Regions from separate parts of the Mus musculus genome. Here region 2 is linked to region 1. The links are chromatin contacts, called in public Hi-C maps. All regions are on one chromosome and are shown on one strand. Each heading gives the region's core, a stretch centred on a gene start, on an enhancer-like site or on the middle of the called end of the contact. The rest is flanking DNA. Distances are from core to core; before and after follow the strand shown. Region 1 overlaps Pik3r1 (phosphoinositide-3-kinase regulatory subunit 1). Region 2 has its middle 120 kb from the start of Gm41044.

The links. A called contact is a pair of places that touch in the nucleus more often than the background predicts.
Region 2: a Hi-C map of uterus shows a contact between it and region 1, with 3 times the contacts expected there. The contact joins two enhancer-like sites. A contact is called at or near these places in 8 of 484 Hi-C or Micro-C datasets (adipose-derived mesenchymal stem cells, bone marrow-derived dendritic cells, bone marrow-derived macrophages and 5 more), 1 of 115 datasets of contacts at active chromatin or transcription factors (bone marrow-derived macrophages) and 1 of 9 other capture datasets (bone marrow-derived macrophages).

Annotation. Positions count from the first base shown.
Region 1 is chr13:101,728,364-101,731,265 of GRCm38.p6, reverse strand. All of the region lies in intron 2 of Pik3r1 (phosphoinositide-3-kinase regulatory subunit 1), which reads left to right. Among named protein-coding and RNA genes, the nearest start is that of Pik3r1, 38 kb to the left of the region's middle. Within about 2 kb of position 1,380, at least 59 of the 459 cell types and tissues checked have an H3K27ac peak or open chromatin away from gene starts, as enhancers often do. A contact at or near this core is called in uterus, where this site is marked.
Region 2 is chr13:101,893,974-101,896,786 of GRCm38.p6, reverse strand. No RefSeq gene overlaps it. Among named protein-coding and RNA genes, the nearest start is that of Gm41044, 120 kb to the left of the region's middle. Within about 2 kb of position 1,431, at least 2 of the 459 cell types and tissues checked have an H3K27ac peak or open chromatin away from gene starts, as enhancers often do. A contact at or near this core is called in uterus, where this site is marked.

The DNA.
Region 1 (2,902 bases), core at 131-2,630:
TATCACTTGCTAGGCTGTACTGAGGACTCTGAGCCAGATTTAGTGGTACCCTGTAAACCCCATTGTTTGGGGGGATTGAGGCAGGAGAATCACAAGTTTAAGACCTGCCTGGGCTACACTAAGCGAGTTTGAGACCCAGTTTGAAAATAAATAGATAAGGAAGTAAAGGGATGGTAACTGACATCAGTTTAGTGGTTATCTTAGGGTTTCTGTTGCTATGCTAAAACCCTATGACCAATAGCAACTTGGTGATGAAAGAATTTATTCCAGGGACCAGGGATTTATTAGGGCAAGAACTCAAGGCCGGAACCTGGAGGCAGGAGCTGATGTGTAGGCAGTAGAGGGGTGCTGCTTACTGGCTTGCTTTTCATGGCCTTCTCAACCTGCTTTCTTATAGCACCCAGGACCACCAGCCCAAGGGAGGAACCACCCACAGTGAGCTAGGTCCTCTCTTAGCAATCACCAAACAAAAAAGATGTACCACAGGCTTGCCCACAGGCTAATCTGGTGGGGACATTTTCTTAACTGAGGTCCCTTCTTTCAAAACTGGCTAATTGCAATAAAACTAGCCAGCATGGTGGTGGAGTGCTTGCCTGATATGCAGGAAGCTCTGGGCTTAATCCTAGTACCACAGAAAACAAGAAAAAAAAATGGAGGCTCTGGGTACGTATAAGCCATTCTTGGGTCAAGTTGCCTGTGGGTGGGGGCAGCTTTGAGTTCCTGTGGATGAATCAGCCACTGACGCCTGACACTGGACCCAGCCGCAGAGGGTAGGAAACAGCGTTGCGCACCATTACAGCTTCTGTTCTTTCTTTCAGAAATTTCCAGACTCTTCATTCTTTCTCATTTTTAGATTTTGCGTGGTTTAAAAGTCTTTCTAGATGAACGGAGAAACGCACACAGTTGACTATGTCCTGAAATGGGGGGAAAAGAGAAACTTGGAGTTCCAGGTTAGGAGTCTCAGGAGCTGTGACCCTGGTTTGGGGTTTATGGGGTCTTGGCTGTGATTGAGAGTGACCCACCTGCATGTGTTCTGCTGGTGTCTGGTGGTCCAGGGTGGGTAGCAGAGCCTCAGTTTTATCAGCAGCAGAGATGGAAGATTTCAACACTTAGTATATTAAGGTGTCTGCCAAGAATTAGAGCAGTTGGCTTCCTGTGTCTCCTCTGAAGGAGTAGTGCTGGTCAGAAGCCCTGCAAGATGAGAACGTTTGCCCCTGGGACCCTTCTCTGCTGTTAAGTCAAGGGTTGTCTTCTAGACCCTCTGGGTCACACCTCTCCTAACATGAGGATCAGCCGAATTACAGGCTCAATTTCAGGCAGAGCTGAGCTTGCATCTGATGACAGCAAAGACCTCCATGTGTCTTTCATTATCCTGTTGCCCTGGGAGATGCTGTTTAAGTTGGCAAATGTCCTTACTGAAAGCAAAGCTTGTCACTGGTGAGATTACTAATCCCCCTTCCCCTAGCCCCCCCCCCCACACTCCCACCCCAAAGGATCAAATGCCAAGGAAAGGAGGGAACTGTATAGCTTTGAAAAGTGTGGCGAAGCCATCAAGTTCACCAGGAATAGTAGGGGTAAGATGTGGTTTCAGTTTGTTTACTAGGTTCAAGATGACAATATCTCAATAACAAACTTCAGAGGGGTGTGTATACATGTGTGTGTGTGTGGGGGGGGGTGTGGTGTTGTGTGGTGTGTGTGTGCGTGTGTGTATGTGTGTGCTTTCCTGCTGGCATTCAGGTGTGTGTGTGTATGTGTGTGTGTGGTGTGCTGTGGTGTGTGTGTGCGTGTGTGTATGTGTGTGTGCTTTCCTGCTTGCATTCAGGTGTGTGTGTGTGATGTGTGTGCCTGTGTGTATGTGTGTGCTTTCCTGCTTGTATTCAGATGTGTGTGTATGTGTGTGTGCTGCCTGCTTGCATACAGATTTTTGCATGTGTGTGGCATGTGCTGCCTGAATTTCAAACTCCTAGAAATCATTTAGAAGCTCTAGCTTGTTTTGGTCTTCAGTTCCAGACTTATTGATAGTAAATTTCAAGAAACTTAACAAAAAAATCAGACTGAGCTTTGTGATTTCTAGGTCAGAGGTACCCAGTCTTTCTTTGCAGAGAAGAACCATTTTATTTTACTTTATTTTTTATTTTATTTTTACTTTTTAACCTTCCTCTGTGGCCTTGGGGCCAGGCCGGTTGGAGAAAAGACTAACTCCTTCGTTCACAGAGCAGCTTCAGTAGATACAACCTCACTGCCATCCAGTGGCGGTTGGCTCCACAACACAGGAGCTGACGACTAGACCCACTCTTTCTCCCAAGCCTTTTTTTTTTTTGTTTGCCTCTGCTGCTCAGTTTTCTATTTTTTTCCTCCTCCCAATATGGTACCTGCACTATTTCCTGCCTCCCCAGTGGTAGGAATCGAACCCAGAACCTGCCCGTGCTTGATGATCCCCGCCACCTAGAACTTCTCAGCCCCTGCAAGCAGTATTTGATAAGAAAATTTGACTCGGGCTTAAGGAACTGAGAGCAATTGAATCTATTTACCTTGCCCCATATTCCTAACAGTAGTTCTTGCTATCTGGCTCCCTACCCTACTCCCCCAACTAGGCATAAAGTCTGTATTTTCTCCTTGACTGTTTCTGTTGCTTTGGCCGAAGGATTAATGCTCAGCGGGTGCATCTGCTCGCCACACTTACTTTAAAGCTAGCTCCCCATCTCCCTTTGAATTTGTACTTTGAGCTGTGGTTGACCAATATCCTAGCATGGTTCATGACACTTTGCCTGCATTTCAGTTAAGGGTTATGTGTCCCATAGGATCTGAGCTGGCCTCAGAGAAGGAGCCAACTAGCAAATGGAATTATTTTGCCTTGTGAAAAATTCCAGCCTTTTAAAACTGGGCTCTGAGAAATTAAAAA
Region 2 (2,813 bases), core at 182-2,681, 170 kb before region 1:
GCCCTCTGCCTCTTGAATGGTGGGATCAAAGGTGTGTACTACCACTCCTGGCACTCTAGATTATTTTAAAAACACTCTCTTCCTCCATGCTCCTTGCAGAAGCATTGGGGGGGGGGGGGATTTTTCTCTGATAGTTACCATATGCAAGCCAGGATTCTGGGGGCCCCTGCTGGGTGACTAAAGTCCTCTGTAAAATTGGGTAGGTAGGGAGTGGGGGTGGGTGGATGTGGAAGGATTTGGGGATCAAATCCACAATCAAAATACCATTAGACAAAATTCTCAGTGGACTAATAAAAATAAAAGAAGCAGTGATGTAGAAAACTTTGAAACACACATACACACACACAGAGACCCAAAGACAGAGACAGAAACAGAGAGGGAGTAGCCTAAAAATGGTTAAATTACTTACCCAAAGTCACCATGCATAGGTACGGTAGTGAAACACTGCGGTCCAGATCTCTTGCCCTGTTCTCTTTCTACTGAACCTTTCCACCTTTGATGTCCAAAGTGTCCTAGTAGTCTAATTTGAAAGGATTTAAAGCCCAAGATTTACTGTATACAAATGTGTTAGTTTCACATGATTTACACACTGCATTCTAAGATGCCTTCTCCCATCCAAACCTCACCCCAGATTCACCAAGAGAGGGAAGTTTTGTTTTGTTTTCTCCATTTCTCCTGAAGGGCAGGCTCCAACTCACTCCAGCCACAGGCATCTGTAAGAGCTATGAGCCTTGTTTTCAGCTCATAGCCTTTTGGGAAATTCAGCTTCAGCATGCTGGGTTTGTCTTCCGGGTCCACTCAGTCTCCTGCAGCTCTGTGCCCATGGGCTTTTGTGCTGTGATGGACGGGACTGAGAGGATTCCAAGTTCTTCCTCTCTTATTGCCACAGGTGCACAAACAAAACTCTCATCCCATGGGCTTAAGGGTCATCTGGGGTGACAGGCCCACATCCCTCCCCAACGCTCCCAACTCAAGAGTCACACTTTGTAACCGCCTTCCCAAAGTGAGAAGCAGAGGCAAAAACTCTATGGCAAATTAAATTCAGGAATGGCAGCAGAAAGTGAACAAGATATTTTTTATAGACAAGTTTTTGTCAGCTTGGGGCATGGCTAACAAACAATGGGGATTGCTCAAGATGCTTTCAACAGGTCCAACTCGGGACACAGAAATTTAACAAAGAAGTTGATGTTGCAAGGCAAAAGCAGTGGAAAGATGTCCCACACTGTTTAAATCAGATGCCCTGACGAGCACTAGATATCTCCAATACCATTTGTTGAGCCCCTAAAAGACAATGCTGCTAACAACCGTGGGATGGGTCACCAGCCCAGGCCTGTAGCAGAATGTCATGCACAGGCTACGTTGACCTAATTGAGCTGAAATTCAAAAGCTGCATGTTGATCCCTAAGCAAGTACATTGCTGGCCCTTCTGAGTCGACCTTCAGTTAACAAAGATACACATGGGGACTAATGCACACGCCTTCGTTTGTTTAAGTTCACTCAAGCGATAGCATTTTAAAAGTTGGCTGTGAACAATGGCCATTTAGTGGTTCCTGATCAGCTACATGACCCAAGAGCTAGTTTCTGAAACCCTCTTCTGTGTCATTCATTCTTTCTATCCATTCAAGCAGACTGGACTTGGCTGGAACCCCTGGGGCTCTTTGGGGTGAAAACCTGCAGGTGGATGGAAGAAATGAGGGAGATAGGAATACATTTGTCCTTAAGTGTCATCTCTTTTAATACAGAGAAAGATGTTTGAAACCCAAAGTCTATGGGGTAAAGAAAGAATCTGTTCAGAGAGATTTTATACTTACTAATTTCAAAGCATCAATGGTGATATATTATGTTTGTCCTCATGAAAACTCTAAGATCTATCACTATCCTAAATGTTAACTTTGGAAAAAATACTTTTACATATAAGGAATTCATTGTTGATAGTTGTCGCAATTCAGTGTCATTTTTCATATTGGTTTTCCATTTATCATTCTCTTTCTTTAATAAATTTTGAATATCTGTATAAACAGTAAGATCTCCAAACTTCAAGTCAATGTATATGTATGTATGACATTTGTTGTTTTCAAATATCATCATTTCACACACAAATGCTATGAAAGTAGCCTGTCCTGTTTGCCACTGATTAGCTTTCCCTGGGGTGTTTGACATAACCTTGGAACAGGGATTATTGCCGTTTTAAATTGGGGATTCTAGTAGAACCAACTAAATCTAAAAGCCAGATGCAGCAACTTTTTGACCAGAAAATGTTTTGGTCACATGGTCAGTGTATTGACATCTGGTTGTTATTTGGGAAATTGGGAACCTGCCACATTCCTGTTCTGAGTTCAGAAATAAACTGAAATGACAAAAGTCTCATTGTACCCAATATACGTGCAGAAATGAAAACATCTACCAGTTGCCTATACATTTAATCTGGCTCCCAGTATTGTTCTGCACAAGGACACACGCTGTCAAACATTAAACGACGAGATGTCAAATAGACCATGTCTGTTGTCTCTAATGATGCTGTTTTCATTCAACATAGTCCCCACAGTCTAGGTTTCTATTCATCTTTTTTTTCCAACTGTGTACAGGTACTAATTAGCTTCAATTTATGGTCACCATTAAGCTGAGAGCCAAGTTCCATTTCTTTTGTCCCTTTTAAACTTCTCATCAGAAGTTAATCAGCTGGCCATGGTAGCACACACCAATCAGCCTAGCACGCAGCTGTCTGAAGCATGCGATGTTTGCATTTGAGGACATCTCGGGCTATATAGTGAGGGAGGTAGAGAAACGGTTCAGTGAATAAAGTCCTTACACAC